Regions from separate parts of the Cricetulus griseus genome. Here region 1 is linked to region 2. The links are chromatin contacts, called in public Hi-C maps. All regions are on one chromosome and are shown on one strand. Each heading gives the region's core, a stretch centred on a gene start, on an enhancer-like site or on the middle of the called end of the contact. The rest is flanking DNA. Distances are from core to core; before and after follow the strand shown. Region 1 holds the start of Mapre3 (microtubule-associated protein RP/EB family member 3). Region 2 overlaps Mapre3 (microtubule-associated protein RP/EB family member 3).

Region 1 (5,814 bases), core at 2,506-5,005, 33 kb after region 2:
GTCCCTCATGCTTGCTCCCACTCTCAGCCCCATTTCTGCTCACTCCCCCTTGTTTTCCAGAATGCAGCAGCTTCACTGATGAGCTGAGAAGACTTCAACACCAAACTTCACATTTGCTTTCTGTTAGGTGATGCATATTTTAAAAAAGAGGACCTCTCGAAGTTGGAACATGTGAGGAAAAATTATTATTTTTAGGTGGCAATAATAAATATTTAATTAGATACTTGGACATTAAATTTTGCCTGGCCTTGCAACATCTTAGACAATAAAAGAAGCCTTTGTCTACAGGGCTAATTAGAGACACTAAATAATTTTTATTAAAGCCTTTTGTACTACTCAGTGTGACAAATGCAGCAGGATGGTGATATAGAATAGCAGATCTGGAAATGTTTTTTCTTTTTTCTTTTTTTTTAAAGATTTTATTTATTTATTATGTATACAACATTCTGCTTCCATGTATATCTGCACACCAGAAGAGGGCACCAGATCTCATAATGGATGGTTGTGAGCCACCATGTGGTTGCTGGGAATTGAACTCAGGACCTCTGGAAGAGCAGTCAGTGCTCTTAACCTCTGAGCCATCTCTCCAGCCCTGGAAATGTTTTTTCTAATTCTGACTCAGACACTAATGGTCATTTGCGCATTGTACACAGTTGAGTGTTTCCACATACTTTCTACATTAGTGGAGTCACCTGGGGGCAAATCACTTAACTCTTAGTGTCTCATGTCAAAACCCGGAAATAAGAACATTATGACATCTTATGTTTCTGTTCAGTTCTAAGATACTACAGGGAGAGGAACACGTGTCTGGGATCCTCACAGATATGTTTATAAATGAACGGGAGCACATTCATTTTGATCTGAACATTTACATTTCCTACTTAGCTTCTGAAAAACACCACTTGCCTATATTCAGGGCTAGTTCATAAGATGTTTGCTTCCAGCTGTTTACTAAATTTCTGGAGAGTAGCATATTATGGCCCTGAGTTGGACTCCCACATGGGAACTTTGTTTTGTTCAGTAGTTACTAGCATGCCTAAGTCTGGTTAATCACCTAAACCCATAAAGGGCATGGGCTTGGAGACACCCACCTTGACAATGAATGAGCTCTTACGTGGGGCAGTCCTGGCATCTTTACAGAAATGAAACACCATTCTCACTCTAAGATACACAAATATCTCCCTTAAGGCTTGCTAATTCCTGCTTTTGAAACTACGATGTAGCTCAGAATCTAAACACACACACACACACACACACACACACACACACACACACACACACACACACTTTACCTAAAAGATGATGGTAAATTACAGGTTTGTTTCAAGATCAAGGAAATACAGTCCTATAAAACCATATAACACCTGTCACACAGCTTTAGGTCTGACTTGGTCCAAATCATGCTCCCCTCCCTGATCTTAACAATTACCTTCAATAGTAGCTGGATAGGCCTATGAGAGAGGTCTCAGTCATGTTTCTTAAGAGGATCAGTTTATAAGGCATTTAATCATTATCTCATAAAACACTGCTACGGATTTCAAAGGCAAATTAACCCATATAAAAGCCACTCTGATGTTCTGAAGAGGTACTATCCCATAGCAGGCTGCAAAGGGAACACTGCACCTCACACTCCCCTGATCTCTCTAGCCTTGACACATTTTCTTGCTTAATTCACCCCCATCCACCCCAGTAATAACACTGATTCCCAAAATACACTCAGTCCAGGAAGAGCAGCTCTCCAGCACAGCTGTCCCCTCCTGCCCTCCTCGGGTATTTGGGCAAGCTATGTGACACAGAGAGGGACCAGAGGAAGGAATGTAGCTCTCAGGCCCCAGAGTTCCCATTGCACCACAGGCAGGTGCATCCCGCCAAACCCCAGACTGGCATCCGAAACAGAACAAACTCCACTGTTGGATGGGGGCTGTCATTTTCCTGAACTCCATCTCTATGTTTAAAACTAGGGCGACAGCCGTGTTTTCGACTGTAAATGAATCTGATGGGCATGGGGGCAGGGAGTGGCCCTGAGGAGGCTGCCAATAGGCCATGAGTGAGCAAAGCCTAGGAGCAAAATCGCTGCAACTCCAGAAACTCCTGACAAGTCGGGGTCTTTCACCATGAGTTTTAGGAGTGGACCCTTTGTAGCCTGGAGTTAAAAAAAGAAAAGAAGTCCAAAACCTTTTATTCATTAGAGCTGCCTTATATTTACACATATTTTCGAACACTACATTGAAATCTGGGAGGAAAAAAAAGGAATCAAAGGAAGCTGGCAATGAGGTGCACACAGTAGTTAGGAGCCCTCGAGTTGAGGCTTGTCTATGAAGAACTTTCTGGCTATGAGCACAAACTAACTTCAGCTGAGTTTATTGCTGGAAAAAAAGAATAGCTTGGGACTCTATTTCAACACTGGGTATGGCAAGATAGGCAAGGGGATGCGTGGCAAAGGCAACCCTGGGAATCCTACCAGGAAAAGGCCTCCTACCAGGCAACGGCCCCGCCAAGACTCAGAGCCGCAGGAGGCAGGGATACCGGTCTCCAAGCTACTCCATGAGGACTCTCAACGGCCCCTCCTCCCCACTTTGCTCTTACCGTCAAAACCCACTATTGCCTGGTTGGTTACTTCACCAAATTTACAGGTATGGGAAATCAAGTTCTGCCAAGACTCCTTATAGAAACAGTAAGCAGTTGCTATAGATATTACAGGTCGGTCTTCAAACTTCACGTATGCCAAGGACGCAATGTGCCTCTTTAGACATTTAAAGAGTCCTGCAGGTTGTTTATTCACACACACACACACACACACACACACACACACACACACACACACAAAAGAACCGGAAGCACATGAACTTAAGCTCCCAAACCAACCATGTCCCCCTCCCTCCACTCCCTTCGCTTCCCGGTGGCCAGGGCAGTGGCTCGGCGCACTGGAAGGCCACTATGCACGAGCCCTGTACACCCAACAGTAGCTGATCACAATGTAGCTTGACCCCTCTTAGCAAAAACCTATTCCGCAAGCCGCGCCGGCTCTCCGCAGCTACTTAGAACTATCCAGGCCTGCTTTCCTAGACCAATCTCGTCAGGAGCGGGTCAGGAGCGGGTGGGAGAATTGGTCCCTAGGGTCCCAAGGTTTGGACAGATACAATGTCCCCCTCCCCCAAGTCTCCACTGGCTCTCTTCCCTCATCACTCTGTTTCTGCAGATCACTTGGGGAAACTAGAGGCTGGGAGATGTCAGGCCCCGGAGTAAAGAGAGGGGACAGGGGACAGGGGACAGGGGACAAGGGCAGGCAGGAGGGAGTTTGGGGGAAATACAACGCCCCGGGCAGAGGTGCGACAGCGCCACATCTAGAGGGGAAGAACCCCAAGGTGGGTCCCGAGGGAGGAGGGAAGAGCAGGAGGAGTGGCAGGGGAGGCCTGGCCCCGAGACCACCGAGGAGGTCACCGAGAGCCGGAGACGGCGGAATGGGACACGAGTGGGGGCGGGGGCGGGAGCCGGCGGAGATGGGGAGCCCGGTTCCCCTCCCCCAGCCCGGTCCGGGCCTCCCGCTGACTCAGCCCCACGGCGACCGTGGCCTCGGCCCGGACTCACAGTGCGCGAGGCGGCTCCGGCGGAGGCGACAGGGGAGGGGACGGGCGGCAGGGACGCTGCGGCAGAGGCTGCGGCTCCGGCCGGAGGCTCCGGGGCGGAGGGTCCTAGCAGAGGCCGCCGCGGTCTCCGGCTTCAACGCACAGAGACTGCGGGGGGACGAGAGCACTGCGCAGGCGCGATGCGGCCACCGCTGTCAGCCCGAGCGGGGCGGGGCCAGGGCACCCGCCGTCTCCACGGCAACCGGGCGGCGAGAGGCGGACAACCCCTACCTCTACCTCGTCCTAGCAACGGCGGCGGGAGGTGCGGGAGACGAGAACAATCCCTCTAGATCGCCATAGAAACGAGGAGAAGAAACCACTTGGTAAACGTACGGCGGTACCGAGGGAACGCTCTTACCTTGTCACCATGGCAACTGGGAACAGCCCCTTCCTTTTCCCTTAGCAACAGCGTAACAATTCCTCTAGTCAGAGAAGGAGGGAACCTTTACTTCTGATTCCGTAGGAGCGGGATGATGGGGGTTTTCTTACCGCTTCAGCAAAGGCAGAAGAAGAGACTATTTCTTCTCTTTCGCTGACATGGGAGGACTGAAGCCAGGTTTGATGGCCTTACTTGCTTTCTGGCTTCCAATTGCGGTCTGTTACGCTAATCTTCAAAGGCACGTAGTTTTCCCCTACCTCAGTCAAACGTCCCCTTTAGCCTCCCGCGAGGAAGCCTGCCCCTTTACCTCGAAGTGGAGTAACAGAATGGCATTTATACACATAATCGAGGGGTTTGTTTATTTGTCGTTGTAGTTTGAGACAGGTCCTCCCAGCCTGGTAAAGTATAGGCTCACACCTATAATTCTAGAACTTGGGAGGCGGAGGCAGGAGGATTACCAAAAGTTCAAGGCCAATCCTGGGCTACAGAGTGACATCCTCTCTCAACAACAGCAACACAAAAACGAAAGACAGGCTCTTTTCTGTAGCCTGGTGGCCTTTAACTCACCATCTTTGATTAGCTATCCCCTGAGTATTTACTAACCATATAGTCCCTCCCACAGTGCATTTGCTGACAGCTGTTGTTCCTTCCCCTGGCCCACTAGCTGGTGTAGACTCCATTCTTCACAACTAGATCCTTCTTTGACACATCCATTCATGTTCCCAAATTCCTTGTTCCAAGTCTGCTTTGATGGATAGCCTCAGGTTTGGATACATCTTCTTCCTCCCAGTGCCTGCAGTCCTTGGTCCATACTGTTCCCTCCAGGGCTTTGTTATACCCAATGCCATTGAGAGGCCATTGGCTTGGTTCTCTTTGTGAAGGTGGCTTCCGTCTTTCCCTCACCTAGTCCTGACTCCCGGGGATGTCTTGTTGTCACCTCTGAACCCACTTTGTACACACCTTGTTGGTTACATACATCTTACAGTAGCATCCTTTGTTTACACTTCTGCTCCCTAGTCAGACTGTGTGTCCTGGTGGGCAGGAATTCTTACTCATCAGCCTCCCTTAGCATCTCCCACAGAATGTGACACGTAGAAGAGTCCCACTAAATGTGTATGTAATTGACTCAAGTGAAGACAAAGTTTTCATTTTTCCTCGCTTTCTCTGACCTAACTGTCTGACAGTCCACGTCTTCCTCATTGCCTCTGCACATATTTTGTTAACTACTGCTGCTACCATTTTAGCTGGCCAACACCCTTCCTTTTCATCTTAATACCAAGGCTCTAGTTATCTATTAACCAAAAACTCTGGCATTTCCTATATCCTGAAACCTCCCTTTATATTTCAAGATAGGGTTTCTCTGTATTTTTGGAGCCTGTCCTAGAACTTGCTGTGTAGACCAGGCTGGCCTTGAAGTCACAGAGACCCACCTGTCTCTGCCTCCTGAGCGCTTGGATTAAAGGTGTGCGCTCCCACCCCCTGGCCTGAATCCTCACTTTTTGTAATTTTCCCTTCTACAGTCACAAGTATTTCCAGTGAGGTCCATACTGGCTGAAGACACCCTCCTTAACTTTAGTATGAACACAAGCAGGTGCTGATTATACCCTTCAGTGAACAGCACTGGATTCTTCTGGATAGGCTGGCATGCCAGAGATGTTCTGTTTCTTTAAGTCACTTAAAGTCAGCCTTGAAGGTCTAATTTTCTCCTCCAAGTCTCCCTGTTTTGTTCACATGAATCCCACCCCAGGACTACCCAAGAACTGCTGATGTCAAAGTACCCCAAACAGATCCATTCTCTCAGGGAAAAGA
Region 2 (5,812 bases), core at 1,595-4,094:
AGGGTGTGGCGCAGTGAGGATGTGATGCAGTGAGGGTGTGGTGCAGTGAGGATGTGGCGCAGTGAGGATGTGATTCAGTCAGGATGTGACGCAGTGAGGATGTGACGCAGTGAGGATGTGATGCAGTGAGGGTGTGGCGCAGTGAGGGTGTGGCACAGTGAGGGTGTGATACAGTGAGGGTGTGATGCAGTGAGGGTGTGGTGCAGTGAGGATGTGGCGCAGTGAGGGTGTGGTGCAGTGAGGATGTGTGCAGCAAGAAATGCATCTTCCTGCCTGGCCAGCCAGGGCAAGAGGCTCAGTTTTTATGACTGAAGAACCAGACTTGTGACAACTTGTGGGGATGGTTGGAGGAGACACTGCTATGAGGACCAAAGGCTACCTCACCTTGGGGGCTGAGCAACTCAGAATTGTCAACATCTTCAACTCCATTCCTTATTTCCTGACTCAGGGTCCTGAGCAGGCAGAGAGCAGGACACGCTTGGCTTTCGGCTCTCTGCTGCCTGGCTGCCAAGGCTCTCGCCAGGAAAACAGAGGGGTGTCTTGGGAGCTGGGCATCCTTCTCTTCCTTCAGCTAGTGTGGGCCTAGGACCCTGGATGCAACAGCTGCTAAGTGTGACTGCCCTAAGTGGTAAGAGAGGTATGACTAGGAAACAGGGTTCAGATGGCAGAGGAGGGGTGCAGAAGATGGTTTTTGTTCTTGGTTTTGTGTTCACTCCAAGGAAGTGCTGCTGGCTACAGGAGAGAGGAAATGCCAGCTTGGCATCTGGTTATACATATTGTACGGAGCCTTGAGACTCTCAGCATAGACTTAAGTCTTTTCTCCAGCAGCAGATGACAACGTTCCCCAGGTTACTCAGAGAAGGATGTCAGGATGGTTCCAGAGAAGGACCTGGCCACATTCCAGGAGTGTCTTTCCCCCTAGCATGTTCAGGGGAACAGATAGCTGGCCCACTGTGGATGGCCCGAGGACAGGGAATGGGGCTGCAGGAGCTTCTGGGACATGTTGGGAAGAGAACATTCCCGTTTCCAAAGCCCTATTGGGTCTGGCATCTCTTCTGTGGCTCTCCAGGCTCCCAAAGCCTGTCCATGTTTCTGGGGACAGACACAAACCATGTTATTTTATGTTCTTTTAAAACCACATTCAGGCTAAGTGTGCCAAGGTGATCGCACAGCAAAGTCGAATGACCTGAGTTCAATACTTGGGACCCAGATGATAGAAGGAGAGAACCACCTTTTCTAAATTATCCTCTGATTTCTACATACACCATGGCACACGTGTGCATGAAAACACACACACACACACACACACACACACACACACACACACACACACACACACAAAGCAGGACTACATCTCTTCTGGTCTGAAGCTTATTGTGGTCATGTAGGACAGTGTTCTGCTAAGTTCTTGGCCTTCTCCAAAGTGCTGGATTTTATGAATTAATTAGTATGTTTCCTCTGGCCCTAGGCCCAATCCTTCCCCCATTCAGTGTCCCCTTGGCATCCCTTCCAGTTTTATCCCCTTGCCCTGTTGACAGAATACAGACTGCTCACTTATCCTCCAGCCTTTCTACCGGCCTGTCTGCCATAGAGCTGTCCAGAGCAAACTTCAGGTTCTGTGTTGTCTGATTCTCCATGAACCCAGCACTCCACCCTCCCTGCCCACTTTATGGGATTAATCCCAGATGGAGGCAGATCCCGCCTTAATCCCAGAAGGCCTGCTTACCTTCCTATAGCCTCTCTTCTGGCCTATCACAGGCTCTGAAATGCCTACTGGGAGCACCACTCATGTAGGTCAGAGCAGTTCTCCCCTGAAGGCTTTAATCACCAACTAAGCTCTGCATATGAGGAAATGAAGGCCCTGGATTCAAGAGCCCATGTTCATGATCAGCCACTGGCAAAGTAAAGTTAGGCTGAGCTCAAGCCTCCTGACCCCAGAGCAGCTCCTTCCAGCACCGTCACACTGCTGGAAGCGAGGGTTGAGTTTGTATAGCTGCAGTGCAGAGTGCTACACTCTACTTTCACCCTGGAAGAGGAGGAGGGAAGGAATTGTAGAGGTTCCTCTGTCCCCCTCTCTCTCTCTCTCCTACTGTTTCAATCAGTCTTACTTTAAGGTTTACTATGTATTTATATTTATATTACGCTATTATTTATATATTATATACTGCATGCCAGAAGAGGGCATCAGATCTCATTACAGATGGTTGTGAGCCACCTGAGTTCAATTGCTGGGAATCGAACTCAGGACCTCTGGAAGAGCAGCCAGTGCTCGTAACCTCTGAGTCCTCTCTCCAGCCCCTCAATCAGCCTTACTTTCAACCAGCAAGTATTTGCTGACCACTGATTCATGTGGTCAACCCAGTGGGGCACCTTGTAGCCCCAGCATCACTTTAAGGCCTGGTCTTCTCTTTAAGGAATCTTTTGTTTGGCTGAAGACAAAGTCATTCATAAATGGACCAGGGACCCCATCATTAAAACAGCACATCTGGCTCTCAGGCACCCAACAGCCTGCAAAAGCTGAGTGGGGGGAGGGGGTTAATTGGCAGGTAATTCTGGGGGAAGGTAGTCCCTGATGTGGGCCTGTAAAGATGACGGGATGTCAGAGAGCAGTGAAAACAGGAAGCGTGTTTACTGTCACTTTTATTTGACCAAGTGAGCATGAGACCTGTGACTAAGTCCTAGAGGAATGTTAGGGTGTGCCACCAAAGGCGAGGAGGCTGGGCCAGGTGGGTAAGTCTCAGGATCCAAGGGAAGAGCTGGTTCCAGGAGGAGGTGGCAGTCCTGTTAATGACAGGACCAGAATGTAATGGAGCCGTCATTAGAGTGCACAAGAAGGAAGGAAGGAGCCCTGAGTCATTCTGCTGGAGTGTGGGGACAGAGCTAGACTTGCAACTGACTGGGGGAGTCCAGACACAAGAATGCTAAGGATGGAATTCAGGAGTTTGTCATCAAGGCCACTTGTGTCAAGGCCACTACAGGATGTCGTTCCCGTGAGTTAAAACCTTAAGTGCAATATAGGTTAAACATAGACTTGTGCTCTGTGGCTCGATATTCCCCACATTCCTTCAGAACTCATGGTCTACCGCCCAAGTCAGTTCTAGATCTTATCTGTGCCAGGAGGCTCAGGAGTGGGAGCATACCCCATGCATAAAACACTGGATCAAGAAACAAAGGGAGAGGTGGAAGGGTCACAAGTTCAAAGCCTGCCTGGTCAACTTAGTGAGATCCTGTCTCAAAATAAGGACAACAAGACAAAAAAAGAAAGGAGGGAGAAGGAAAGGGCAGGGCTGAGGATACAGCTCAGCTACAGGGCCAGCTTAGCTGGGTAAGGCCCTGGGTTTAATTGCCAGTACTTCCAAAGAATGAGGGGAAATGTTAATAAAATCTAAATATTTAGAAAAGAATATTTAGGAAAGAATGTTTTGTTTTGTTTTGTTTTGTTTTTTGAGACAGGGTTTTCTCTGTGGCTTTGGAGGCTATCCTGGAACCAGCTCTTGTAGACCAGGCTGGTCTCGAACTCACAAAGATCCGCCTGCCTCTGCCTCCCGAGTACTGGGATTAAAGGCGTGTGCCACCACTGCCCGGCTGAAAGAATGTTTTTTAATCATTTATTTTTATTTTATTATATTTTATTTTATTTATTTATCTATTTTATGTGTGTATGCTGCCTGTGCAGATGTGTGCCTGGGGAGGTCTGAAGAGGGTATCACATAGCCTAGAGCTGCAGCTATAAGTGGCTATGAACCACCTGATAGGTGCTGGGAACCAAACTAGGGTTTTCTTTTTTCTTTTCTTTTCTTCTTTTTTTTTTTTTTTTTTTTTTTTTTTTTTTTTTTGGTTTTTCGAGACAGGGTTTCTCTGTGTAGCTTTGGAGCCTATCCTGGCACTCGCTCTGGAGACCACACCGGCCTCGAACTCACAGAGATCTGCCTACCTCTGTCTCCCGAGTGCTGGGATTAAAGGTGTGTGTCACCAACGCCCGGCCAAACTAGGGTTTTCAAGCATTCCTGGAGTCATCTCTCCAGCCCAGAAAAGAATGATTTCAGTATTGATTTAGTGTTTAGTTGTGTGGTTCATTGGAAACCCTTTTGGCCTTTTGTTTTAAGGAAAATTAATGTAAGACAATAGATAAACAAAAGGGGTTGCCAGGGACACTGTAGAGACTACCATATTCCTCACATATCTGCTTCACTCACCACAACCGAAGCATGTGCTCCACACGCAGGACTACATGCCAGCCACTGTGTAAGGAATGCCACCTACAGGAAGCCACGAGACCCAGCCTGCTGCTGGAGGAAACCAAGGTAAAGGTGGGAGATAGACAGTGAGAGACATGACCAGTGGTGACACACTCGGCTGATTAAGCTGATCTGCTTTTTTTCTGCTAGGAGCTTGAATTGAGAGTTAAGAGGAAATGCACGGGGAAGAGAGGGAAGACAGCCAAGAATCTACCCAGAATGCATGTGTGGGCAAAGACATGACTAGAAAGAAGTAAAAGCCCTATCACCAGCAGCTCTGGATGCCATGGTCAAGGGGAAAGTCTCCAAAGAATTTTAAACCAGGTGGTGGTAGTGCAAGCTATTAATTCCTGCATTCGGGAGGCAGAGGCAGGCAGGTCTCTGAGTTCAAGGCTAGTCTGATCTATAGAGCTAGTTCCAGGACAGCTAGGGTTACACAGAGAAACTCTGTCTCAAAAAAGCAAACAGAAAAAAAAAAAAAGATTTTTTTTGTGTGAACAGAGTATATTTGCAACAATACAAAAGTACAGGTAAAATAATATGTAGTTAAAACAGCAGAACCATTTCTGAATTGAAATTATTATGAATCACAACATTCAGAAACTTAATTCAGCCGGACAGTGGCGGCTCATACCTTTAATTCCAGCACTTGGGAGGAATTACAAAAAGCAAAAACAACAAACAAACAAACAAAAAAAGAAACCTATTTCGATGTACAACTTTCAGAGCTCTTACTTTACATTATCTTTTCTATGAAATACTGGAGAGTTAATTTCAAGGGCCGCTGTTTAAGACAGCACTGCTCCAATTTTTGCAAGTTTTTCATTTTTAGGTGATTTGAGACTCAAGATTCAAATAAAAATGAGTTCTTGGGTGTCCTCATCCAATTCCTCCAGTAACAGGCTATATGGCCATTACTAAAACCAGGAAATTGACATTTGTTATGTTTATCTTAGTGTTGTTCTGTTGCTGTGATAAAATACCTTGGCAAAAGCAACTTAAAGAAGGAGGGGCTTATTTGGCTCCTAGTTGCAGGCCATAGCCTAACACTGCAGGGAAGTCAAGGCCCCAGGAACTGGAATCAGCTGGTTACATCCACAGTGAAGAGTGGACACTGAATGGACACAGACATGCTTGTGTTCCGCCTGATTTCTTTCAGACAGTTCATGATCCTAGGGAATGGTGCCACCCACTCATGACTGTGGGTGGGTCTTGCCACCTGTAGGTAATCAAGATAAACCCCCACAGACATGCCCACAGGCCAGCAGCATCTTGATAATCCCCCATTGAGAGGGATTCTTCCAAGGTAATTCTAGACTGAGTCAAATTGACAATTAAAACCACTCATCATATATAACATTAATTAAACTACAAGCTATGAATAGTGACACGCTCTTGCAATCACAGTACTTTGTAGACAGAGACAGAAAGATTAGGAGCTCAGTACATAGTGTTTATAGTTAGTCTGAGCTATGTGGGACTTTATCTCAAACAAACAAACAAAAACCCCAAGAAATCTCTAAACAACAACCAAAACAAACAAGCGAACAACTAGAGATACTGTTTTTCCTTTG

The links. Hi-C and Micro-C count contacts between places; a contact is called where the count stands out from the background.
Region 1: a contact with region 2 is called in a Hi-C map of the CHO-K1 cell line, with 6 times the contacts expected there. The contact joins the promoter of Mapre3 here to the enhancer-like site in region 2. A contact is called at or near these places in 6 of 8 Hi-C or Micro-C datasets (the CHK-Q cell line, the CHL-YN cell line, the CHO-K1 cell line and 2 more).

What each region holds. Positions count from the first base shown.
Region 1 is chr7:13,550,843-13,556,656 of CriGri-PICRH-1.0, forward strand. It overlaps Mapre3 (microtubule-associated protein RP/EB family member 3), which reads right to left and starts at 3,756. Exons shown (of 7, transcript XM_027424514.2): 1 at 3,589-3,756.
Region 2 is chr7:13,518,622-13,524,433 of CriGri-PICRH-1.0, forward strand. The region is part of intron 1 of Mapre3 (microtubule-associated protein RP/EB family member 3); the gene reads right to left. Among named protein-coding and RNA genes, the nearest start is that of Tmem214, 19 kb to the left of the region's middle. Within about 2 kb of position 2,845, at least 1 of the 6 cell types and tissues checked has open chromatin away from gene starts, as enhancers often do. A contact at or near this core is called in the CHO-K1 cell line, where this site is marked.